4 separate regions of the Mus musculus genome follow, and regions 2, 3 and 4 are each linked to region 1. Evidence: chromatin contacts called from public HiChIP or PLAC-seq data. All regions are on one chromosome and are shown on one strand. The core of a region is the stretch at or near the end of the contact, and the rest is flanking DNA. Distances in the headings are between cores, read along the strand shown. Region 1 holds the start of Ugp2 (UDP-glucose pyrophosphorylase 2). Region 2 has its middle 11 kb from the start of Gm39608. Region 3 has its middle 9.0 kb from the start of Gm39608. Region 4 overlaps Gm32293 (a long non-coding RNA gene).

Region 1 (5,811 bases), core at 2,107-4,606:
CGGCAGAACAAGACAGTTTCATAGGTAGGCAAAAGAACACAGCAGCTCATATCATGTTTGGTCAAAGTACGACTAGGCTCCTGAGGGACAGACTTAGGCAGATATGCAGAACTTATGCCTTTATTGGCCCAGTAATTCTATACAGGCAACTCACCTCTCTAACAGTAGTAAGTGTTTTTACTAACCATAAATTTCCAACTAGCTTCTTATGATCTAAGTGGCTGAGGAAGAAGAAACCCAGCATTCTTATAAAAGTAGTGCTTGGATTTGGAGTCAGACCAAGTGGAGCAGCCTTACGTTTCATCATCACCCAAAAAGAATGATCCCCAATGTTCATAACACCAGATCTACAGAGTCCTGAGTACCTACTATAAGGGAAAAATAAATATAGTGAAAGGCATACAATGAACATTCAAAAAAAAAAGTTGTTAACCGACTGTTTAAACTGTAACTTGTATTTATCCCCTATGCTATCCAAGCTTAACCTTGCCCTCCCCTCTCCTCAGCTCCTGTTTAGTAATTTTCTTTAAAAGATATAAACTTTCAAGTAACCAGACTGAATATTAAATCTGAATACGAAAATAAAAAACTATGTGTATTTCTGTTGATGGCGTATGGGTAGCAATGCTATCTAAAAGTCATCATTATTTTAGAAAAGAGTAGAAGATAATGGCCACACATTATCTACCCAGTTCAGTCACTTAGTACAGCACCCCATTTAAACTTCTCAATGACCCTGCGGCATAGGCACTGAGACCCAGTGGAGAAGGCAGGGACAGGAGATGGATTCCAATGCCTCTCCCATACTAAGCATGCGTGTCATCACTAAATTATACTCTCAGTCCAATTTCCAAACTCTACCCAGGTAGAACCTAAAGTTCAGAAAAGTGTCTAAAAATCCCTTTTTTTAACAAGAGTCAAATCGAAGTCCATACCCTTTCGTATTTCTCAGTATTTATGTAATTTAAGATAGGTCATAAAAACCTACAGCCGAAAACATACGGTAAGCTAACCTACTGAAAAAGCATATAGAACATTTTAGGTTGTGGGCATTTGTTGCCTGTGACAAAATCTACTTTCAAGACACTGTGTTTTTCCCAGGGACATATTATCTTTGTCTATAGAAAATGGTAATCTATTTGGAGACTAGGCCATTCCTAAAATTTTAACCTAAAAAGCAACGGAAGTTGTTGGAAAGGACAGGAGCTGAACACAACTCAGGATTTCCAGGACTTCTCCCCAGCTCATCTCTGGGCATCTTCATCAGCTGTAAAGTACTCCTTAGGGCTCAGAAGCTTAAACGAGGCGACTTGAAATAGCTATGGCCTGGCACTGGTTAGCACTTTCCCGTGAAGCAGCACAGGCCGTGTACCAGCCAGTGGGAAGAAGCCTCAGCAACTTCTGGGGGAGGGGAGGGTCAGCACTGGACTGCTTTTAAAAAGAGAGAACACAGAAGTTTCCAACTCTTATACTTGAAAACTGATATGCGTAGACAACTCTGACATTAGCCAATTAGTTTTCTCATTTCTAACAGTAACCACGATAAGCACTTAGAGCTCACACTTAAACACAACAATGGCGCAATGATACATTCCAGGACTGAGTTAAACATATTTGGAGTATCATCTTTTTGTACAAAACTGCCTGCTTAAATCAAATGTGTCGTCTTGAATTGCATCATGGAGATAGGAATCAGACTGAGCTTATAGCTTAGTTAATGCAAACACGTTAATTTCTTCATTTTGACACTTGTGCAGTATTTTGAAAACTGTAGAAGTACTTTAAAATAATGGGCTTTTAAAAAGTGGGTAGCAATGTCCACAGCCACCTGTGTCTTCTCGATTTAGAAACCTCTAGCTTCATGTCAACTGTAACACCAACTTCAAACATAATGGCAAAATGACATTTCTGAGCTTAGTGCTGAAGGCAGACAGGCATAACGGTCCCATCTGTTTCCATAATAATGAAGGCAGATTCCTTTAATCTAATATGAAAAACTTAAGAGTTAGTAAAGTGGGGCATAAGCCTGTATGGCATTTTCATTTCCAGGGTCAAATGATGGACATCCCTAGCATAACTTTAAAAGGAAAGGGGAAAGGTGCATGGACAGTCACTGAGGATCACGTGAAGCGGTTGCAAACTTTACTGCATGTATTAAGCAAGATGGCTGAAGCTTTCACACACTGGGGTCTGGAAGGAAAGGCTTCTTATAGGCAAACTCTATACAGTTTTGTGACAGAAGTTTAAGGCAGCACCCAATTGCAATACTACAGCTTGGTTGAGGGGTATTTGCTAAATGCATTATTTACACATATACAGATTTGAATGGTAATTTTCAAATTTAAAGAAAGCATAATCTTTCTATATTAAAAAAGAAAAAGCTAAGAGCACTGCAGCAAAGTCATTTCTCTGACTGGTATGACCTCCAGTGTCTACAAACTACTGATTTCGCAATAAATTACTCTGAGACTCAATCCACGTACACACAGAAAAGAAGTGGAGAGCTTCCTACTAGTCTTGACAAACGCATCTGCCTGTCCCTAGCCCTCTGGGTTTCCTTGTCCCACAAAGATAACTAACTTATCATCGAGTGCAAGAAGGGAACAAGAATTAATCAGCAGTCAAAAATCCTGTTTTGATTTTTACAATTACTATCCACGATGTCAGAATACTATTAAAACTGATTTTAGAAGGTAGAAATAACCCCTGCAGGGCGCAGAGGCATACAAACACGTATATGAAATGCCAACCCAATAAGTGGCGCAAAGCAGCTTAAATACCAATTTAACCAAAAAGGTCTGGCAAACGGTATCACAAATGAACACTTCCAGTTACAAACTACCCACTTACTTAGAGACTACCAATATTCAAAATCGGACGAAGCAGCCAAGAGACAGAAAGCAAAATGTCTTACCTTGTACAAATCTCGACATTTTAGGATCTTATTAAAATAATCTGGCTTATAATTTTCAATTTCTAGAATCTACGTTGTAAGGAAGGTCTCTCTCCCTTCCCTGCAACCGAAGTGTTCTTTCTCCTCCGATGTTTAACTACTTAAAGAAGAATTCGGGGGGAAAAAAAATCAAAACTAGTCTTTAAAAAGAAAAATCCTGAAGACGGAAAACTTGGTGGGACCGACTCAGCTTGGGAGGGAACTCCAGGCTACTCAGCGATCCCGACACCAACAGGGGACGACTGGAGACTCCGGAAAAGGTAAAACCAGACGAACTTAAATTTCATCAATGGAGAGGCGGACCTAGAGCCGCTTCACCGCCCTCCGGTCTCCACGCCCTCTAGGGCAGGACTGCCGCAGGCCCCCGGCCGCACCCCGAGGCCCCTCGCCGGCGGCCGTCCAGCGGCGAGCTGCTGGCGCCCCGTGTAGATCGGGAGGCGGGGAGGCCGGCGAAGGGGCAACGCAACCTTTTCTCCAGCCCATAAATAGCCGGGACTCGGAGATGCTGCGAATTCCGCACTCGGGCAGACAGCTGCCCGCGGCCTCCACTGGCCGCCCTCCCCTACGCAGCCGCTCCACACCAGGGCCCGGCTCGCCCCCTCCCTGCCCCCCGGGCCTGGCCGCCCAGACCCCCCGGGAGGCCTGGCCCTCCCTGACACGCCCTCGCCCGCCCGCCCGCCCGCCCCCTACTCTTCCACGCCCCACTGTCGGCCCCCGGCCACGCCTTTCGGAGCAGGACCCCACAAGGAGGTCGCTCGGAGCCCGGCCCGCCCCTTAAGCGACACCCACCTTCCTATTCCCTCGAGGGCTGAGAAGTTGGGGGCCTGGAATCAGGTCTCGCACGCTGCACGAGCGTGGCCGAGGCGACCTCCCCTCCGCTCCCGTCACACGCAAACACCTGGAGCCTGGCGCCAGCGTGCGCAGCCCCTGACCCTCCAGCCCGCCGCCTCCGGACACCGGAGCCCCCACTTTCGCCACACACCTCCCCTCCCCCTCCTTCCCCCCTCCCAATGCGGAAATGTCCCTACTGCTCAGAGCGACAGGCACAGCCGCCAGTCCGGAGCCGAAGTTTGCCTAAGGACCTGGCCAATGAGACACGCGGAGGTGGCAGGGGGCGGGGCGTTCGAGGCCCGAGGGAGGCGGGCGCAGAAGCGAAGGCGGGAATCCCACGCGTGGGAGCTGCACAGGCAGCAGCACGGTGCCAAGCACGTCTGTCTCTGCTTGCTGTTTGCAGATGCCACGAGCGTGTGAGAAAACCGAAGCGTGTGCTTGTGTTTGCACTCCACCAGAATTTGCCCGTTGAGGAAACCTTGAACTCCCCTTCCTCAGGGACACCAGGCTCTTCTCAAGAGGACCCAAAGGCTCTGCCACCAATTAGGGTTTGAGGAGGGTTAAGGCAACCTTTTCAGAATCAAGTAAAGGGATGGGATGTGTGTGGCTCACCAACAGGAGGAGGGCCTGGGGGCGTCGAAGGGAATGCCAAATAAAGGCTCTCCAGAAAGAGCCATCACTATTCGCCTTGCCTCGAATCCCACTCCTGGGCACGTTTGTGCTGGAATTGGGCGTTTACTTTTCTAGCCAAAGTGAAAATGACTTATTATCCTTAAGATGCTGATGATAGATCTTGAAGTCTCCAAAAGAAAGATGAAGTTAAAAGCCAGAACGTTGGCACCCGTCTGGGGACTCCCTGAGGTGTGCCCAATCACAGCTAGTCTTGCCAACCATTTAAGCCTGTAAGACTGCCTGTCTTCTTTAACATTCTCGCGTTACCCTACTTGGTTTGTCAGTTCTGTAACCAAGCACTTCCAGAAGGGTTTGAAATGTACAACATTATTCAGCCAAGGTAAATGAGAATTTCTAAATTATTCTCTAGAAAAGAGAGAGCTTTCATTATTCAGTCCTTTGGGTTCATATGGAAATGTTATTAAACAACACAGGAAAAGATAGTGTTCATGTTGCTTATGTAGAATCCAAAAACCTTAGGCATCCAAATATCTCAGCTAAGAAAATAACTTTCTCCAAATGAAAAAAATTTCTAAAATAACAAATGACGTCAGTTTAATAACGACACTTGCTCTGGAGTTTTTGCTTAGACTCTACATCCTCTCTGAACAGTAGAGAAATTGTTCCAGCAGTGAATGAACTATATTTATCAGTCAGTGTAAGCACTAAAACAGAACCAAAGACCTGGGGCTCCTCATGTAAGTCAGCCTGCAAAAACTTACGTGCAACAAGGAATCTTTAACTTTCCCAGGCTTATTATATAATAGAATGGCCAGTTATTTTTGACTTCCACAGAAGATTAACAAGGGGAGAAACGATCTTTAAATCTAGCAAAAACATTTGGTAGTTCCTAAGAATTGGCATCTTGATTTATGATTGAGTAACTACTGACACAAAGGACACAAAGAATGTTGGGCATTCACTACTTTAAAACAAGTCCCCAGAAAGTAAACCATTACCCATCTTCCGTGGTTAACTTTATAGTGAGGGGCTGACTCTTGGCCAGAAGCACCAGAGAAACCACATTTCTAAATGCTATGTTTATATAGTGCCTTGCAAATGAAATTTCTTTAGAGAGGGGCTTGAATTTAAATTCCAGATCTTCAGATAGAGTATCTCACTCCTTAAGAATGAGGAAAATAGCTCAGCTGACAAATCACGGGATAGGGATGTAAAACCTGAGGCTCTTCAGGACCATAAACCAATTGTTTGTTTCTCTCTTTACATTCAGCTCTCTCTCTCTCTCTCTCTCTCTCTCTCTCTCTCTCTCTCTCTCTCACACACACACACACACACACACACACCTGGGGGTGGGGATAGCCATGGGATGGGGTCGGAATGGGGAGTCTCTTCTG
Region 2 (5,811 bases), core at 915-3,414, 480 kb before region 1:
CAGGGTCAGAGATCTCTTTCTCTACAGTGAGCTGTAAGGCATCATCAGCTCCCCATGCTATTCATAACATCTTACTCTTCCTCATGGAATATGCATCCCTATATGATCTAGGCTTCTTATTCCCTGATCTTCCTCCAGACTCCTGTCATCTGTTGTGTTCCAGCCAAGTTCTGGAGCCTTCTTAACCATATTCAGAATATATCAAGCATATTCCTACCACAGGGCCTTTGGCAATATCTTCTTTTCGGTCATCTCTTCCCTGTGTTCAGACTTTTGTTCAAATATGACCCCCTAGAGATTCCACCAACTATGTTTGCTTACTTTTAGTTTTCTTTCTCTCTTCCCCCTTTCCTCCTCATCCTCCTTGTCTTCTTTTGCTATTTTGAAACTGTGTGGCCCTGCTGAGCCTGGAACTGGCTTTGAACTTGTGATCCTCCATCCTTCACACCTACAGTATTAAGCTTATAGATAATGTGAGTCATTCTCAACCCATTTATTTGCTTTATCTGAAATCATGTGGCTTATGTGATTGCTGTTCTTCATTCTACCCCTACCACCACCACTATGGTGCCAATTCATTGAGAGGACGGCACTTGCCTAGGTCACCCAGCTTCTAACAGATAGCATGTGTTCAGTGTATGCTTGTTGAGTCTGAATGAATGAATGAATGAATGAATGAATGAATTGAAGTGGAAATTTTGAGTTTCTTTTGTGTCATGTGATGTTTTTCTGAAAACTTTCTTATGAGAGTATATTTTGCTGAACCAGACATGTGAGAAGATGTTTTGCTGAGAAGCTGCCTGGGAAAAGGGCATGTGACATTTTGCTGGAGTAGACACTTGAGAGGACACATGATGTTTGGAAAGGGTATACATATAACCCAACAGGCAGTAGATGATGCTGTGTGGTGTTGGTTCGCCTTGCCTTCTTTATTAATTATTGTTTGTCATGACTTTGTAGAGAGGAATGTACCAAAAACTTCTTGTGATATTCCAGCAGCCTCTTGCCACTTCCTCAGATCTAGGGCCAATTGGCAGAGCCTTGTGGTTTCTACTGAACCAAGCTGCCATTGCTGGTGTTTGCAAGTGGATCAAGCTACTGCTGCTGATTCCTGTGAACTGAACTGCTGGTATCCTGACAGTAAAGATTGGAATCGCCCCAAGACAATTTCTAAACAGGTCTACATCCCCCTTTTGCCCTACTAACCTGTCCTTTCCACTGCCTCTGGTGGGTGGTGGACTAGAAAGGAGGTTAAAGCATTTAAGAACTCTGATTAAAGTAGGTTTTGAAAAATCTAAGCTTACAATGAATAAATGAACACTTGAAGTACTCATGAGAAGGCTGGAGAATACTACCCCCAGGGCAGCTCTGCACTCTTGCTTTTCTGCCCTTCTGCAGGAAGAAGAGACCATTGTCTCCACCGCCCCTGCTGGGTGGGAATACAGAAGACTCATGGGTTGTTTGAATTTCACTCTGAGGTCAGCTTAATGACTTATCTATTTGTTCTTACCCCACCTCATTCCTTAAAGGATTAGATGTGGATCATAGTGCATTAGTGAAACACAAAGATAGAATATCATTAGGTGAGGGAAAGGGCCAATCAGGATAGATTGCCCAGAATTCAAAGTCACCTATGCCTGACATGTTTGCTTGACACTCAGTTTGCAGGCAGCCCAAAGTAGAAGACACAAAACTTCCTGTGAAACTGGATGAAGGAGAGTGGGACTGTGGCTGTGGGCAGTTACTGTGTCTCTCCAGACGGCTGGGTGTGGACCCAGTCTTATGGCATATTGGTGCAAAGAGTGGGGGAGGGTCAGAAGGAAGTCTGGAGGACTTGCTTTGAGAATCTAACGCCAAGTGGCTATATTTCTTATTGTATCCTGTTCTTCACACTGGACCAGTTGATGACAGTCCCCCCTCACCTTCCTATGGGAGCTCCGTCATACTCTCCGCTTACCAGGTCAGTTGGAGACACTCTCGCTGTTTGGTTTTGTTTGGTTTTCATGTGTCTGACCTAATCTCCTGCTGAGGTCCCCACTCAACTCCAGTTGACTCATCACTTGTGAACATGGCAGGCAGTGAGAGCCCAGTTCATATTCGGGCCCTTTACACACAGACAGCCATTGTTCCAGGAGTGGAGTTACTCACCAGGGCCTGCTGAGGTGGCATATCTGGAAAGGTGGATTTGGCATTCAGCCATCAGGTGGCTGTGCCAGCTTTGTTCCCTGGACTCTGGCTTACTTTAGCTGCCCCTCCCAACCAGGGATGCCACACCAAACAAGGATCCCACCCCTTAAAAAGCCAGTCATCTCTTTCCAGCAAGGAGGGGGAGCCCAGCTGTCAGAATACTCTGTATTTCTACTTCATAGAAATCTCAAGATGTTAATAAAACAGATAGAAGTGTGTGTGGGTGTAGGTGTGTGTGGGGGGTGTCAAAGCTTTGGGTATACATGGTGTTGACTAGATTCTCACTGGTACAGGGTGAGATGGTACCAGTGACAGTGGGTACCCTGTGACCTATGTGCTTCCCAACAACATGACAGTCAAGGAAATCCCCTCACATCTTTGACAGGATCTAGTTTGTTGTATTGTTTCCTGGGAGTGGCCTTGCTCATCTCTTTGAAGGTTTTAGAGGTCATGGTCTCCCAGGCTGTTCTCAAGCCTTTCGGGATAAGGGGTTCTGAGGCATGAATAGGATCTATTTTTCTGAATCTTCCTTTGGGCCCTCTCCTAGAGTCCTGGGTGGTGGGAGTGTTTGAAAGGCAAGGGGACAGGACACATAGAAGGATATCCCAGTCCATGCTCAGTTAGAATGTGGTGATGTCTCATGATGTCAGCTGAGTATGGCAAGCATGGAATCCCAGCACTTGGGAGCCAGAGGCAGAATCAAGAATTCGGGGTCATCCTCAGTTACACAGTGAGTTTGAAGCCAGCTTGGGCTACATGTCTCAAAACAGAACAAAATACCTGCGCACACACACACACACACACACACACACACACCCCAAACAACCACCACCAACGCCTGACCATGTTTTCGGAACACCATGACTACAGACTAGGTGAAACTAAAAGAAAAGACAAAAATCAAAAGACTTTAGGAGGGCAAGGTGAGTTAAAGAGATGACTCGATAGTTAAGAGCCATTGCTGCTCTTGTACAGGGCCAAGGTTCGGTTCTAGTACCCACTTGGCAGCTCACAACCATTTGTAACTCCAGTTCCAGGGGATCCAATGCCCTCTTCTAGCCTCCATGAGGACCAGGTATGCATGTAGTACACAAACATACATGCAGGCAAAACATTCAGACACATAACGTTGTGGGGAAAATTAAAGATATTTTCAGGGCTAGAAAGATGGTTAGGGATTAAGAGCACTTGTTGCTCTTCGAGAGGATCCAAGTTCAATTCTCAGCAGCCACATGATGGCTTACAGCTATCTGTAACTCCAGATCCATGGAATTAAGTGTCCCCTTCTAGCGTCTGCTGGGTACCATGCAGACATGCACATGGTATACAAGCAAAACATCTATGCATATAAAACAATAGGAGTAAAACACTTCAAAACTGTGTTTTCTCTGTTTTGCCATAAAATTCCCACAAGAAAACAAATGGCAGCTCACTTTCAGTGATGCTCAGAACAATGTCTGAGGGGTTGATGGGTAGCACACAGCTGGGCTGGCCAGCATGAAAGAAACAGTGGCCAGGGAGCTGCAGAGGGAAGCACTGCCCTGCTCAGATCTGACTGGGGCTTCAGAGAGTGTGGTGGCACAGAGAGTGGTTGGAGCAACAATGTGGTGTCACTTTTTGGTCCATACAGGGGTTATTAAGGGACACTGGTGGAGTATTGCCTCTTTTCTTTCCTTAATTCTAAATATTCATCAATGCACTTGAGAAATCTGCAAATGTGTTAGATAAAGATCCTATACAAAGCCCAGAGCCCTGAACACTTAAGGGGGCTTTGGCATCTCTCCATGCCAAGCTTGCTCTTTAGTCTCCAAAAGTGGCTTCCCTTGGCTTAGTCCTCTGTACATCTTGAAATCATTCCCTCAGCTTCTTCAAAGCTGACACAGCACCAGGAAGCCCACGCTAGGGCTGATGTCCTCCAGCCAAGCAGAACCCTTTCCAAAATGAGAACAAGTACCTACGTCCGGAAGCTGAAAACTGGCACCTTTCAAAAATGGTCATTTTCCAGGCTCAGCTGCCACAATCTCTCCCTGACCCCACCCCTCCATTTCAGGGCAAAGCCACTGACAATTAGCTCCAGCCACCTGTGTGTGGAGTTTCAGAAACTAGCTGTAACCCTGTAAGGCAAATGACAGACCATGTTACTGAGGCGTCCGTTGCCTCATAAGAAGCACAATGACGATTTATTTCATACAATATTTTTTAGGACTAAATGTGTTACCATGCAAGCACTATACAGAGTTTAGCACACAATGCTGTTCTCTTATCTCTCCTTTCTTAGCAACAGCAGCTTGGCTCTGATTCTGGAGGCAGCAGGTACTCATATGCTCATTTGCATGGTGAAAAGGATACTTTCCCCAAAGACGATTTATATTTCTTGGGTCTATCCAGATCAGGAGCTAGAGCAGGGCTAGGTTGCGGGAACAGGGATGTGATTATAAGGGCCAATAATTGAAGCCTTTGAGAGGGTAGTAGGAAAACCAGAGCCAACTCAGAAAGATCAGGAGACATTCAAACAACAGCTGATAAAGGTCCAAGGGAGGAGGAAATGATGAAGCTGTCGGGAGATGGATGCAATGCACATACTGTCCAGCTGCAGATCTATTCACATAGTGATTAGATCGACTGGAACATAACTGTCATGGGCACAGCACTCAAAGCCCACAATGTACCCCACTTACCCCTGTCAGTATCCAGTTTCAGCCTTGACATTTAAGGCCCATTGCTGAGAGAGCCACATACAGCATCCAGTTTTCATCCAGGAACAATTGGAGCTCTGGGTCACAGTGCCACCTTTTCTGCTCTAGCCACCACGCAGCACACAGCTCCTGCTGGGCTCCTTGACCAAGAGGAAATGCTCTGCCCTTGGCTGTGCCAGCCCAGGAGAAGCAGCAGGCAGAGGTCCCTTGAGCTGTGCATTGGCGAGGAGAGCTTCTAGAGGTATGGCTAAGGTAATACAGCGCTTGACTTCTTCATGAGAAATGCTCTCTTGAATCAAGGTGCTATTGAAAATGAAGCCTGGGAGCAGTGTCTTCCCATCTGAGACACAATGATGGCACCCTCATCACTGATCATCCCTGATGCTCTCTGAACATGACTGGTGTATGGCAGGGATGGACACTGTTAAGCTCTGCAGAGGTTTGCAGCCCCTGCTCCTTGGACACCCCCAGTGGAAAGAATAGGAAACTAAATGCAGTGTCTGTGTTAGAAAGCAGCTCTGCATCCCATGCAGAGTTGGGGCCTCACAGGTCTACTGCACCCCTTGCTCCTCTCTGCACAGGGCACAGCCCTTGCTGGGACACTGAATTCCAGCTGGCAGCAGAGCTGAGAAGACCCAGTGATGTGAGCAAGGAGATGTATGTGTAGCCTGGAAAGGGCCTGGAGAAGTGAGGAGCAGGCCTGGAGCGCCACCTGCCATTCCTAAGAGCGGGGTGAGGCTCGAGAATCTTGTCAAGTGACAAACCTCTATCACTGTCCCCAGGAGACAGTGCCATGAGAGATGGCCTTGTAGGGCAGGAAAGGAAGCAGGGAAGTGGGAAATGTTCTCAGGCTGAGAACATGGGCAGTGCTGAGGGTTCTATACAGAGTGACCAAGTCTGCTGTCTGTCCACCCCGAGAGTCTTCTTC
Region 3 (5,811 bases), core at 2,259-4,758, 460 kb before region 1:
CTAATGCCAATCTCTAGAACACAGTTTCTTGGTGCTCTCCGAAAATACTTCTCAGAGGAGTTCATCTAAGTGATGCTGGCCTCTTCTTAACCAGTGCTAATTTCTTAGCTCCAACTACCCAGCATAAATGGTTCCAGGATCCCTTTCTATTCTTGACTCTAAAGCCAGAGCCATGGGGCTGAAGATGCTAAGTTCTGCTCCTTGCTGGGGCAATTACATCAACACAAACTTTCTGTTTACCAACTCCTTCACTGCCTAAACTTGACTGTCCTAGAACTTGCTCTGTAAACTAACCTTGAACTCCAAATGCCTCTGTGTCCTGAGTGATGGGATTAAAGGTGTGTACCACCATGCCTGGACCTAAACTTTTTTTAATTCCCGTTTACAAGATCTTTATAAGTTCTGGATTATAACTCATTCCAGATATAGTCAAGTTGACAACCGAGAATAAGCATCACAATTCATCCCTTGTGATTTGACATACAATAATATCTCCTTATATCTAAATGAAAATAACCAGGTCATAATAATGCCTGACATAATATAATTATCCTTTAGTCCAACTGCAAATGTATAGACAACAAGCTTAGCAGCATGGGATTTTGCTCAGGGGTCATCACTCCCTTAATTCCATTTAATATCTTTGAACACAGGATTTAGCTCCATTCCATTTCCTGGAGACCTCTAATACTTGAATTTAGTATATGAATTTATCATACATTTTGTATTTTTCCTTTCTAGGTTTGCTACACTTGATCAAAATGATCTTCATGAGAGTAAACGAGAAGACAAAAATCTATGCTGGACTTTTTTGAGACTTTCTTTGTCAATGCAATTAGTCTAAATCTCTTCTCTTTAGCCTCAAGCAGACTCTTCAGACAAAGGCAAAAAGCAGCCACATTTTCACCAAAACATTACAAGAATGATCTGTAGGCAACATACTAAAACAGACACAGGTCAAATCGCCCTATCTTCCACATTCCTACTAAGATGCTCCACTAAGCCCCACTTAAAGCATTTCATTGCTTTCCAAATCCAAAGTCCCAAGACCCACATTCCTCAAACAAAAATATGATCAAGCCCATCATGTCAATACCCCAGTCCATGGTACCAGCTTCTGTCTTAGTTTGGTTTTTATTTCTGTGAAGAGACAACATGACCAAGGCAACTTTTATAAAAACAAACATTTAATTGAGGCTGGCTTACAGTTTCAGAGGTTCAATTCATTATCATCTTGGTGGGAAACATGGCAGCATGCAGGCAGACATGGTACTGGAAGAACCAAGAGTTCTATATCTTAGCAGCCAGGGGGAGACTGTCTTCTACACTGGGCAGAGCTTGAGCACTAGCAGACCCAAAAAGCCTGCTGACACAGTGACATACTTCCTCGAGATCACACCTCCAAATAGAGCCACTTCCTATGAGCCATAGGCTCTCCCAGGCTTAGGATCTCCCAAAACACTCTCTTGTGTGTAGCCCTGCTCCTCAATAGAATTATTTCTCTTTGCTTTTCTCTGTCCAAGTCTCTCAAGTTTAAACACACGGCATTCTGCCAGGACTCCATGAAGCTTACCAATGAAGAGCTTGAGGCCTGAAGAGGTTAAATACCTGTAAGTGGCCCACTTTGAGGGTCACTGGTGCTCCCTGGCTGTCCCCTTTGTCTTGGTAGCTGAACGCCAACCAGGAGCTTTACTTCAGTACCTGACATGAGGTAGACACTCAACATTGTAGCAAGTTGGGGGTCCTAGGTGGTGAAAGGATTCACTTGAGTCAGATTAGACTAGAAAAAGACAAATACATTAAACTCACTGCAGGAGAGCTGTGGGAAGAGTTATTTTTATATAGAACCTGTTTTCTCTCTGGTTTCGATTGTCACCATGCAAATGGAAAACAGTTCTGATTGGGTGATGTTTTACTCCAGTGTAGAGTCTACAGTCAAAGTTTTGATTGGCCATTCTCGGGCACACCACTCCTAGAGTCCTCCTCACCTCATTCCCTCACAAATACATGCCAGACTTCCCATCCGTTGCTGCTTCTTGGCACCAGGACTTTACTGTTCAACAACTCACACTGCATGCTTTACCCATGTCTTCTTTGTTACAACGACTGTAGGTGGGAGGTGGGTCAAAGAACTAGTCACTCATCTATTCAGTTAATGAAGCTGAGAGAGACCTTCTCTGTGCCCAGCTCAGTGCTGCCAGCTGGAGATGGAGACATGAGCAATGGGCAAGTAAGTGCTCTGCATTCTGTTCCAGGCACAAAGAACAGCATGTATAAAAGAGATGGCCAGAACCGGGTGCTGGGCATCCCAGCCGGAGAGAGGCTGACGAAGGAGCAGTACACATTTGAAGCCAGACCAGGCTATGGTCTTCACTCTGAATGAGTCCTCAGTTAATAATCCAATACCAAATGATCAGTCCAGAAATCATACACGCAACAGTGAATGGAACCAGCAGGTTGTGTGTGTATGTGTGTGTGTGTGTGTGTGTACATGCACACATCTGTGTATGTGCATGCAGCTGTGTGTGTGTGCATGTATGTACTACACATTTGTGTGCGTGTGTGTGTGTGTGTGTGTGTGTGTGTGTGTGTGAGAGAGAGAGAGAGAGAGAGAGAGAGAGAGAGAGAGAGAGAGGTGGGAGAAGAATAAAGAAAAAGAAGCTCTAAACTTGGGAATGTAAGGGGGTCATGAGAAAGGTTGGAGGGAGAGGACATGAGAGGAGTTGGAGGGAGGAAAGAGAAGGGAGGAATGATGTAATTATATTTTCACTAAAATGAAATTTAAAAAAACTGTAGGATGATAAAGTAAGAGCCATAAGCAGAGAGCAGTGAAAGAAAATAAAAATAAAGGTTAAAACAATATCAAAAGAAAAGACCAATAAACATTTGTGCACAGAAGAAGGCATGGTGGATATAATTCCAACACTCAAGGGGCTAAGGCAAGGGGATTGTGAGTGTGAAACCAGGCTGGGCAAGAGCCTGCCTCAAAATTAGAAACAAGGAATAAGAAACAAGAAAGGAAAGAAATAGATGAAATGTACGTAACATCTGAATGTGTAAAAAGATGGTGATATCTTCATAAGTAACATGTAGACAACCGTGGGCACCTCGGCCTTAACCTCTCAGACTAGCAATTACCTGGGTCTGCAGCTGCAGGTGGCTGTGAAGACACAGGCTTTTCTGTGCCCTGCTGGTGGACACATCAGCACAGCCACTACTCACCTCTAGCAAATAAGAACCATACAGGCCTCCAGGTCCAGCAATCCCTTTTCTTGGAGCTTGTCCGACAAGCATCTGTATGCAAGAGAAGTGCCCATTGCAGCAAAGTTCCCAAGCCATCTGATTCTCATTAACAGAGGACTGGTTGGATAAGCTAAGGACCGGCATCCTATCACCAAGAAGCCAAATCTGGCCCTTTGCCTGGCTTTGTAGCATTTTCCGACCATGAAGAGTTTTAACATGTTGTGGGGAAGAGGGCTGAGCCAGGGTCCCACTCTGTAGCCAGTCTGACCTGAAACTTAAGGTGATTCCCCTGACTCAGCTTCCTGAGTGCAGGGATTACAACAGCATGAGATGCCATGCCCAGATTTTAACATTTTAAAATAGTTTTTAAAAATCAAAAAGAAAATGCTATTTCCATGATTCAAGAGCTTTCTGGAAAATTCTTTCATTGTTCATAAATAAATCTTATTGGAACTTTGTCATGTTCCTTTTTTGCATATTATCTCTGCATTCTTGTATAAGTGGACTGAATACTTTCCACAGAGACTCTCTGACCTCGTGGGTCCTAAAATATTTACTGTCTGATGCATGACAGGGAAAGTTGGCTGGATCAGACTGCATCCATGAGACTGAGTGTTCAGCTATAGAAAGCAGCCAGAGGCTCTTACCGATTGCCATGGGAACGCTCCTACAGTCTATTACTACGTTTTAAAAGAGTTGATATAGGAAGGGGTGTGACTCATATAGCATTTGATCTTGTGAGTGAATGCAAAAGAATATTTTACTTTATTTAGTCTATATTTGATGCATGTAATAATATTCTGGAAGAAAATACAAGCAATTGGTTAATCATGATTATCTTTGCTGGAAGAGATTAGGGAACACAGATCAGAAAAGCAATTGTGTATGTGCTTGTATAGGTGGCCATTACTCAAAAGGGAAAGCAAAACTCATGTTAGTTATGTTTAAACACTAGGTGTACTTATTTTATGCATACGAATGTCTTGCCCACATGTATGTATATGCATCACTGAATTCAGAGGAGGGCATCAGATACCCCTGGAACTAGAGTTACAAACGGTTGTGAGGCATTTTGTGGGTGCTGTGAGTCATTGCCCAGACCTCTGCAAGGGCAGCAATTGTTCTTAACCACGGAGCCATCACCAGCCCTGTACAACTACTTTTTAAAATATGCTGTAGTAGGGAGCATGGGTTTTGATGGCTACAAGGATCTTACTTTGTGGGTGGAATTAATACTGGGCATGTTTGGGAGCCTGATGGGAAAGAACCTCCATGGTGGGCTCAGGAATATATAAAAGATCAATTTGTTAAAAAGAAAATTCTGGAACAGGTATGGGTAGTGGAGGGGGAGGGGTGGTCAGAGGTTGCCTCCGAGGAGAGAACTTGGGAGGCTCGGAACATTCTTGCCAGAGAAGGGAGATCCTTTATTATAAATCTTGCTGCCTGGTTTCTAGAGTTTTATTTTCAGAAGGAAAAGGTCTTCAGCAAAGCTGCACTGCTGGCATGGTCCATGGGGAGAGGGGGTGTGGTTATGGTCCACGGGGAGGGGTGTGGTTATGGTCCATGGGGAGAAGGGGTGTGGTTATGGTCCATGGGGAGAAGGGGTATGGTTATGGTCCATGGGGAGAAGGGGTGTGGTTATGGTCCATGGGGAGGGGGTGTGGTTATGGTCCATGGGGAGGGGGTGTGGTTATGGTCCATGGGGAGGGGTGTGGTTATGGTCCATGGGGAGGGCTGCAGTTTGAAGAGTCAAGAGCACTGGACGCACAGTGCAGTGGAGCAGCTGGTGTGGAATGTGTTTGGCCCTGAGTGTCCTCAGCACCAGTATACAAGAAATAAAAACAGAAAGGGTGTCTGGCAGTGCAGAGGGGCTTAAAACCAGACCCAACCTCCAAGAGTCTAAAGAAGAGAATAGAGAAGCCACCTGTCCCTTGGTAACTTCATTCTGACCTCCCTGGCCAGGCCATGGCATAAACCGTCCCTGCAGTGATCGCAACAGTGGGCGATCAAGGCTAGTAACACTGAACTTGAGAGCATCCCAGGAGCTGCTGTCACCCAGGCTACCTGGTCCACTGTCCTTCATTATACATTGGCCAATGAGATATCTAGAGTGGACATAAGACAGTGATGTCTATCCAAGGCCAACTGGAATGCATGCTGGTCCCTCTTCGACATCTTCCCACCCCTACTGCCCTTTTCCACCTCAGTGTCATTATGGGGAGCTCCCTCTCACCCAAGCTAGAAATTTGATTTCTGGAGTGCAGCTAGGATGTCTTACAACCAATATTTCCCCTTCTTATTCCTATATGATGTACTTGCCTCAACCAACTGCACCCATAGATCTTTGGGGACTTAATGACATCTGCCACCTACAGTGGTCTGCGTGGTGTATACCCCAGCCTAGTATACACTTAAATTGAGGCTTCTTAAAAGTTTTCCACTTGTGACTGCCCTTTCACCTAAAGAATGTTTATGTGGCTGGGTATAGAAATAAATAGAATGGGTAGACAAATCAAGTATTTGCTGATGAGCAATCATAAAGAAAACAATTTACTTTAAAACAATTCT
Region 4 (5,811 bases), core at 2,038-4,537, 440 kb before region 1:
GGGGCGTGTGTGTGGGACTTTTGGGATAGCAATGGAAATGTAAATGAAATAAATACCTAATTAGAAATAAATAAATAAATGTGTTTGTTTTAAATGGGACTCATACTGAGCCTGGTGATTAGAATCTTAGAAAGAGAGAAAGTATCGGGAATAAGGAGAGTAAGCTCAACCCCAGAGCACTCTGGGGGGGGGGGGGGACCACTGTGGCTGATTTTCAAAAGTCAGAGTCTGAGAAGTACTGAGGAGGTAAGCTTTGAACATAGAAACTTAGTGAAAGGAAAGAGACACAATAGAGGGCATCACAGGACCAAGAGAACAAAGGGCCAGCATGACAGGAACCCAGGGAGCCAGGAGAGCCGCAGAGGAAGTAGGGCAAAGCACACTAATCCTTGGTTGCAACTCTCCTTCTTAAAAAGTTGTTATTAACATGTGCTACTTATAATAATGCATAATGGATGTTAAGCGGACATTTTCATAATTGTGTACAATATGTTTATTGTCCTCTTTTGTCTCCCTCCTATTCCCCTTGATATTTGCCTTTGCAAACAGTTCCCCTTTTGCTTTCATAACCTTTTGGGGGGGGGGGTAAACAAATGGGTTTCATTAGCATTGCTTAGAAGTGCATGAGTGAGGGGTTATTTACTAAGAATGGGTACCAAACTAGTGGTTACATCACTGAAGAGGATATCTCACACTGTCCTAGCAACAACTATCCTCAGAGACAAGTCTCTTCTTCCTAACAGCCTTCTTAGTACCTTGCAAATCCTTAGTACCTTGTGAGCCCCTACCAACTCCATGAGGGATGATGGGCAAGCCCAATTGTGTCCTAGTCTTGTGCAGTCTGCTCCGTTTGTCATGCCCTGAAGAGTGTCCCGCCATTCCAGCCCATTCCTTGCAGCTCTTACGATGCTCCCTGGGTCTTGCAGGGTGATACAGCTGTCCCATTCAGAGCATTCAATAGTCTTTTGTTCTCACATTTGACCACTTATGAGTTTCTCTGCCCAAAAGAAACTTCCCTGACCAGAGTCGACAACAGCGCCCATCTATGGCCATAAATGCAAATGGTCAGAAGGCAATGTGATGGCACATGGCCACTCAGCAAAGCAACACTATTTTTTTTTAAATTTTTTATTAGGTATTTTCCTCATTTACATTTCCAATGCTATCCCAAAAATCCCCCATACCCACTCTCCCACTCCCCTACCCACCCACTCCCCCTTTTTGGCCCTGGCATTCCCCTGTACTGGGGCATATAAAGTTTGCAAGTCCAATGGGCCTCTCTTTCCAGTGATGGCCGACTAGGCCATGTTTTGATACATATGCAGCTAGAGTCAAGAGCTCCGGGGTACTGGTTAGTTCATAATGTTGTTCTACCTATAGGGTTGCAGTTCCCTTTAGCTCCTTGGGTACTTTCTCTAGCTCCTCCATTGGGGGCCCTGTGATCCATCTAATAGCTGACTGTGAACATCCACTTCTGGCAACACTATCTTTTAAAGTTCCCTCTGGACAGTGATACAGGCACACAGACTTTCTGTAAACAAGCTTTTCATAAAGTCTGTCTTGAAGCCTGCAAACCCAACTGGTGTGACTCTCCCTGCCCCATCCACAAAGCCATTCATCTGCTGGTGTGACTCTCCCTGCCCCATCCACAAAGCCAGTCATCTGCTGGTGTGACTCTCCCTGCCCCATCCACAAAGCCAGTCATCTGCTGGTGTGACTCTCCCTGCTCCATCCACAAAGCCAGTCATCTACTGGTGTGACTCTCCCTGCCCCATCCACAAAGCCAATCTGCTGGCTTTGGACTATTCACAGGAGCACAAAACAAGAACAGCACTGGTAACTGCTTCACAGAAACTATGGCCTCACTCTGACACTTAGCTTCAATCTGCTTGCTCAAGGCATTTTCCACAGAGCTGTCTCCCAAGCTAGCCAAGGGGGAACATTTTTACTCAGGCCCCACCCTGAGGAGGAGCAAAGCAAAGTCAGTGAACAGAACTGTCCTGATGCACACATTAAACCCAGAAATAGACCAAGAATTGCAGGGATCCATGCAGGTCCTCTTGGCATCCTTTCTTCAAGCTCTACTGTGAGTCTGCCATGGAGGACCATTACTTTGCTGACCTGATCATCTGCCAGCTACTTGACCAATCACATTACTTCATAGTGGGTGGAAGCGTCCAGTTGGCCAGGAGCCCTCCAAAGCTAAAACAAGTCTACTTTCTACTATGTTGAGCTTTTAGGCTCTGGGTAGCATTTTAATATACCTGAGCCCCAAAGGACACCCTTAAAATAGGGACAATGTAGACAGTAGACATGACATGTGGATTAGCTATTTCTTGCATAAAATGAAAAATGTCCAAGTCTATTTTTCCCCTTTCTGGGCAGCTGACCTAAACAAGTGAGGGTGCTATAAATGTCTTTCAAGACTTGACTTGTAGAATTTAATTATAAGTAAGATGACCAAATAGTGTTTTTGAACTGTGCCTTTATCCCAAAGTGCTCAGAGTCCTCTCAGCTGCTAGCTTGTATCGGGTGCTTTCTTTGTTCTGAAGTCCCCTTGGGCACCTGAGCCTTGGGTATCAGGGTGTGTGGGTGTTACCTGAGGGAGGAGCTTTCCCAGTTGGCTTTGGCAAGGCCTCTGTTGGCTGGGCCTTGACTCAGAGGCCTTTTCACATGGCTGTGCTGGCTCCACCTGGTGCCTTCCTGCCAAAAGCCTGTCCACTGCTGTCATCTTACTCCCAGACTCCCAGGTGCCCTTGAGTGAAGTCAGCATCCTGCCAGTCGGGAGAGGGCCCCCTCCCTGCAGGTGCTCTGCACCTGAGCCTGCCCTCAGCAGACTCTCCACCCCCAGTGTTCCTGATCCAGGGCAGGACAGGCTCAGACTTGTTCATGAGTCTGCTTTGCTGTGCTAAATCACACAAGAGGTTCTGTGTGGTCTCCGGGTCCCTTTAAGATTAAATTTCTGATTCCACAGAAAAGAACTTGGGGATTGAACCTAGGATCTTGTACATGGAAGGCAAGTTCTCTATCATTGAGCAACATCTTCCTAGACTTTTGAGTTAAAAAATTTGAGACAGAATCTTGCTAAACCGCTGGTTTGGAACTTGTGATCTGTCTGCTTTGGCCTCCCTGATAGCTGGATTTCAGGTCTGTGGCACCGGGCCCCCCATAAAATAGATTTTAAGGTGAGGCCTCCCATTCCAGTTCAGACTGTGGCAGACAGCATGATTGTGTCCCTTTCCCTTTTCTCCCTTCATTGGCCTGCTAACTCCAGTGCCTAGCACTTACATACCCCCTCCCCCAGTAACAGAAAGAGGAAGGAAAACTGGAGAAGAATACAGCCTTGTTGGGAAATATTGCTCTTCTTGTTATGATCTTGACCGTCTCACGGCTTCAAAAGGACTACGGTTCCATGTGAGGTTTATTGGGAGAGAAAGAGAGAAGGGCAAGGTGGTAGCAGAAAGAGAAGGGGAAAAGAGAAAGGGAGAGATCGGGGGGGGGGGCTTTCTTTATATATGGGTGATGTTGTAATCATGGGTAAAGGTGGGAGTTGAGCCAAGTGGATTCTGGGAAAATAGTGGCTGTTGCCTTGGCAATAGGTGTTTGGGTTCTGCCTATGGGATGTCATGGGTTTCGGTGGTCCTGATACCAACACTTCTTCAGAGTCACCCTCCTCCTCCCCATTGTCATTAGGCTCTGCCACTCATGGGATCCAGATAGGAGTCAATCCCTCTAAGTTATCCTCCTCATTGTCATTAGGCTCTATCACTCATGGAACCCAGATAGGAGTCAATCCCTCTAAGTTACATTGGGTGTTTCTTAGATTTTTGGAAATCTAGCAACATCTCTGCTGATTTACAATCAAGGTGACTCAGGAGGTCCCCCATCCAAGTTCCCCATGTGGCATACAAAGCCTCCTGCCATTGGTCCTTCTTGCCAGCTCAGCCCTCTCTTCTCACTGTGTCATCAAGGTCACAAGATTTGTTAGGCTACCCAGACTGGTCCTGTTCTCTAGAACCCAATTTGAAGGCCACCTACCTACGTTAGGCTCTTTCCTATTGCTAGGGGAAGGAGTGCCCCTTCATTCTCCACCTTTGAATGGAAGATGCCTTCATGCCTTGAGCTTTCTTCAAAACTCCTAACACACATATACACTAGAGAGTTATTCAGCCATAAAGAACAAAACGAAGTCATTTGCATAATTGTGGAGGAACTGGACATCATGTTAAGTAAAACAAGCCACAGTCAGAAAGCTAAATATCGCACGTTTGTTCTCACACATGCAACAGAGATTGTGAAACATGCAAATGGCAGAGTAGAAGGGGGACTGTTTAGGATGGTGCCCTCATGGAAATGTCACTGTGGACTTCATTATTTTGCATGCTAATAAAAAACTTAATGATAAAACAAGCAGATTAAATTTTCATGTATGAATTATTTCTTAGTATTTTGTTACTTATTGACAATTTTGTATTCAGTTGTCATAAAATCTATATTTTTAATAAAATCACATTTTTCACTTTTAACATTAAAATTTTAATTTACCTAGAATTATTTTTTTTGGCACATGTGTAAAGAGAATCCAATTCATCTCGCATATCTTTCCCTTTCTCATTTTGGTGTGACTAAACGAGATTCCCCAGCTTTCTAACTCCCTGTGTTCTTATATATAACCTTTTACTTATTCTATGACTTTACATCTAAACTCACTTCTAACCCACTGATCTCTGTTTATTTGTTGGCCTTTTACTACCCTATGTCTCAATTGTGATCACCTCCTAGTGATGAGTAACTCCCCATAGCACTTCATAGTGATGGGTAACTCCTCATAGCGCCTCATAGTCATCAGTAACTCCTCATAGCACTTCATAGTGATAGGCAACTCCTCATACCCCTGCACAGTGATGGGTAACTCCCCATAGTTCCTCATAGTGATGGGTAACTCCCCACAGCACTTCATAGTGATGGGTACCTCCTCATAGTGATGGGTAACCCCTCATAGTGATGGGTAACCCCTCATAGTGATGGGTAGCTCCCCAAAGCTATGGTAACTCCCCACAGTAGCTCACAGTGATAGGTAACTCCTCATAGCACTTCATAGTGATAGGTAACTCTCCATAGTTCCTCATAGTGATGGGTAACTCCTCATAGTGATGGGTAACTCCTCATAGTGATGGGTAACTCCTTATAGTGATGGGTAAATCCCCATAGCACCTCATAGTGATGGATAGCCCCTCATAGCATTTCATAGTGATAGGTCACTCCTCATAGCACCTCATAGTGATGGGTAACTTCTCATAGCACTTCATAGTGATAGGCAACTCCTCATAGTTCCACATAGTGATGGGTAACTCCCCATAGCTCCTCATAGTGATGGGTAACTCCTCATAGTGATGGGTAACTCCTCATAGTGATGGGTAACTCCTCATAGTGATGGGTAACTCCTCATAGTGATGGGTAGCTCCTCATAGTGATGGGTAACTCCTTATAGTTCCTCATAGCAATGGGTAACTACCCACAGCACTTCATAGTGATGGGTAACTCCTCATAGCTCCTCATAGTGATGGGTAGCTCCTCATAGTGATAGGTAACGCCTCATAGTGATGGGTAGTTCCTCATAGTGATGGGTAGCTCCTCATAGTGATGGGTAACTCCTTATAGTTCCTCATAGCAATGGGTAACTACCCACAGCACTTCATAGTGATGGGTAACTCCTCATAGCTCCTCATAGTGATGGGTAGCTCCTCATAGTGATAGGTAACTCCTCATAGTGATGGGTAGTTCCTCATAGTGATGGGTAGCTCCTCATAG

The links. HiChIP or PLAC-seq counts read pairs in DNA pulled down with a chosen protein or histone mark.
Region 2: a contact with region 1 is called in a FOXA1 HiChIP or PLAC-seq map of pancreatic cancer cells. The contact joins the enhancer-like site here to the promoter of Ugp2 in region 1. A contact is called at or near these places in 1 of 15 datasets of contacts at CTCF or cohesin (the NIH/3T3 cell line), 2 of 115 datasets of contacts at active chromatin or transcription factors (embryonic stem cells and pancreatic cancer cells) and 1 of 9 other capture datasets (embryonic stem cells).
Region 3: a contact with region 1 is called in a CTCF HiChIP or PLAC-seq map of the NIH/3T3 cell line, with 7 read pairs. The contact joins the enhancer-like site here to the promoter of Ugp2 in region 1. A contact is called at or near these places in 6 of 39 promoter capture datasets (the 3T3-L1 cell line, the C10 cell line, HPC-7-derived erythroid cells and 2 more), 2 of 15 datasets of contacts at CTCF or cohesin (the NIH/3T3 cell line and pro-B cells), 2 of 484 Hi-C or Micro-C datasets (the N1E-115 cell line and cortical neurons), 7 of 115 datasets of contacts at active chromatin or transcription factors (astrocytes, bone marrow-derived macrophages, cardiomyocytes and 4 more) and 2 of 9 other capture datasets (adipose tissue and liver).
Region 4: a contact with region 1 is called in an H3K4me3 HiChIP or PLAC-seq map of bone marrow-derived macrophages, with 2.8 times the contacts expected there. The contact joins the enhancer-like site here to the promoter of Ugp2 in region 1. A contact is called at or near these places in 1 of 39 promoter capture datasets (embryonic stem cells), 1 of 484 Hi-C or Micro-C datasets (cerebral cortex), 3 of 115 datasets of contacts at active chromatin or transcription factors (bone marrow-derived macrophages, embryonic stem cells and stem cell-derived neural progenitor cells) and 1 of 9 other capture datasets (liver).

The regions. Positions count from the first base shown.
Region 1 is chr11:21,367,273-21,373,083 of GRCm38.p6, forward strand. Ugp2 (UDP-glucose pyrophosphorylase 2) reads right to left here and starts at 3,357. Exons shown (of 10, transcript NM_139297.6): 1 at 2,915-3,357. The coding sequence starts at 2,933.
Region 2 is chr11:20,885,092-20,890,902 of GRCm38.p6, forward strand. No RefSeq gene overlaps it. Among named protein-coding and RNA genes, the nearest start is that of Gm39608, 11 kb to the right of the region's middle. Within about 2 kb of position 2,165, at least 32 of the 459 cell types and tissues checked have an H3K27ac peak or open chromatin away from gene starts, as enhancers often do. A contact at or near this core is called in pancreatic cancer cells, where this site is marked.
Region 3 is chr11:20,904,808-20,910,618 of GRCm38.p6, forward strand. No RefSeq gene overlaps it. Among named protein-coding and RNA genes, the nearest start is that of Gm39608, 9.0 kb to the left of the region's middle. Within about 2 kb of position 3,509, at least 27 of the 459 cell types and tissues checked have an H3K27ac peak or open chromatin away from gene starts, as enhancers often do. A contact at or near this core is called in the NIH/3T3 cell line, where this site is marked.
Region 4 is chr11:20,927,499-20,933,309 of GRCm38.p6, forward strand. The region is part of intron 1 of Gm32293 (a long non-coding RNA gene); the gene reads left to right. Among named protein-coding and RNA genes, the nearest start is that of Gm46273, 13 kb to the left of the region's middle. Within about 2 kb of position 3,288, at least 20 of the 459 cell types and tissues checked have an H3K27ac peak or open chromatin away from gene starts, as enhancers often do. A contact at or near this core is called in bone marrow-derived macrophages, where this site is marked.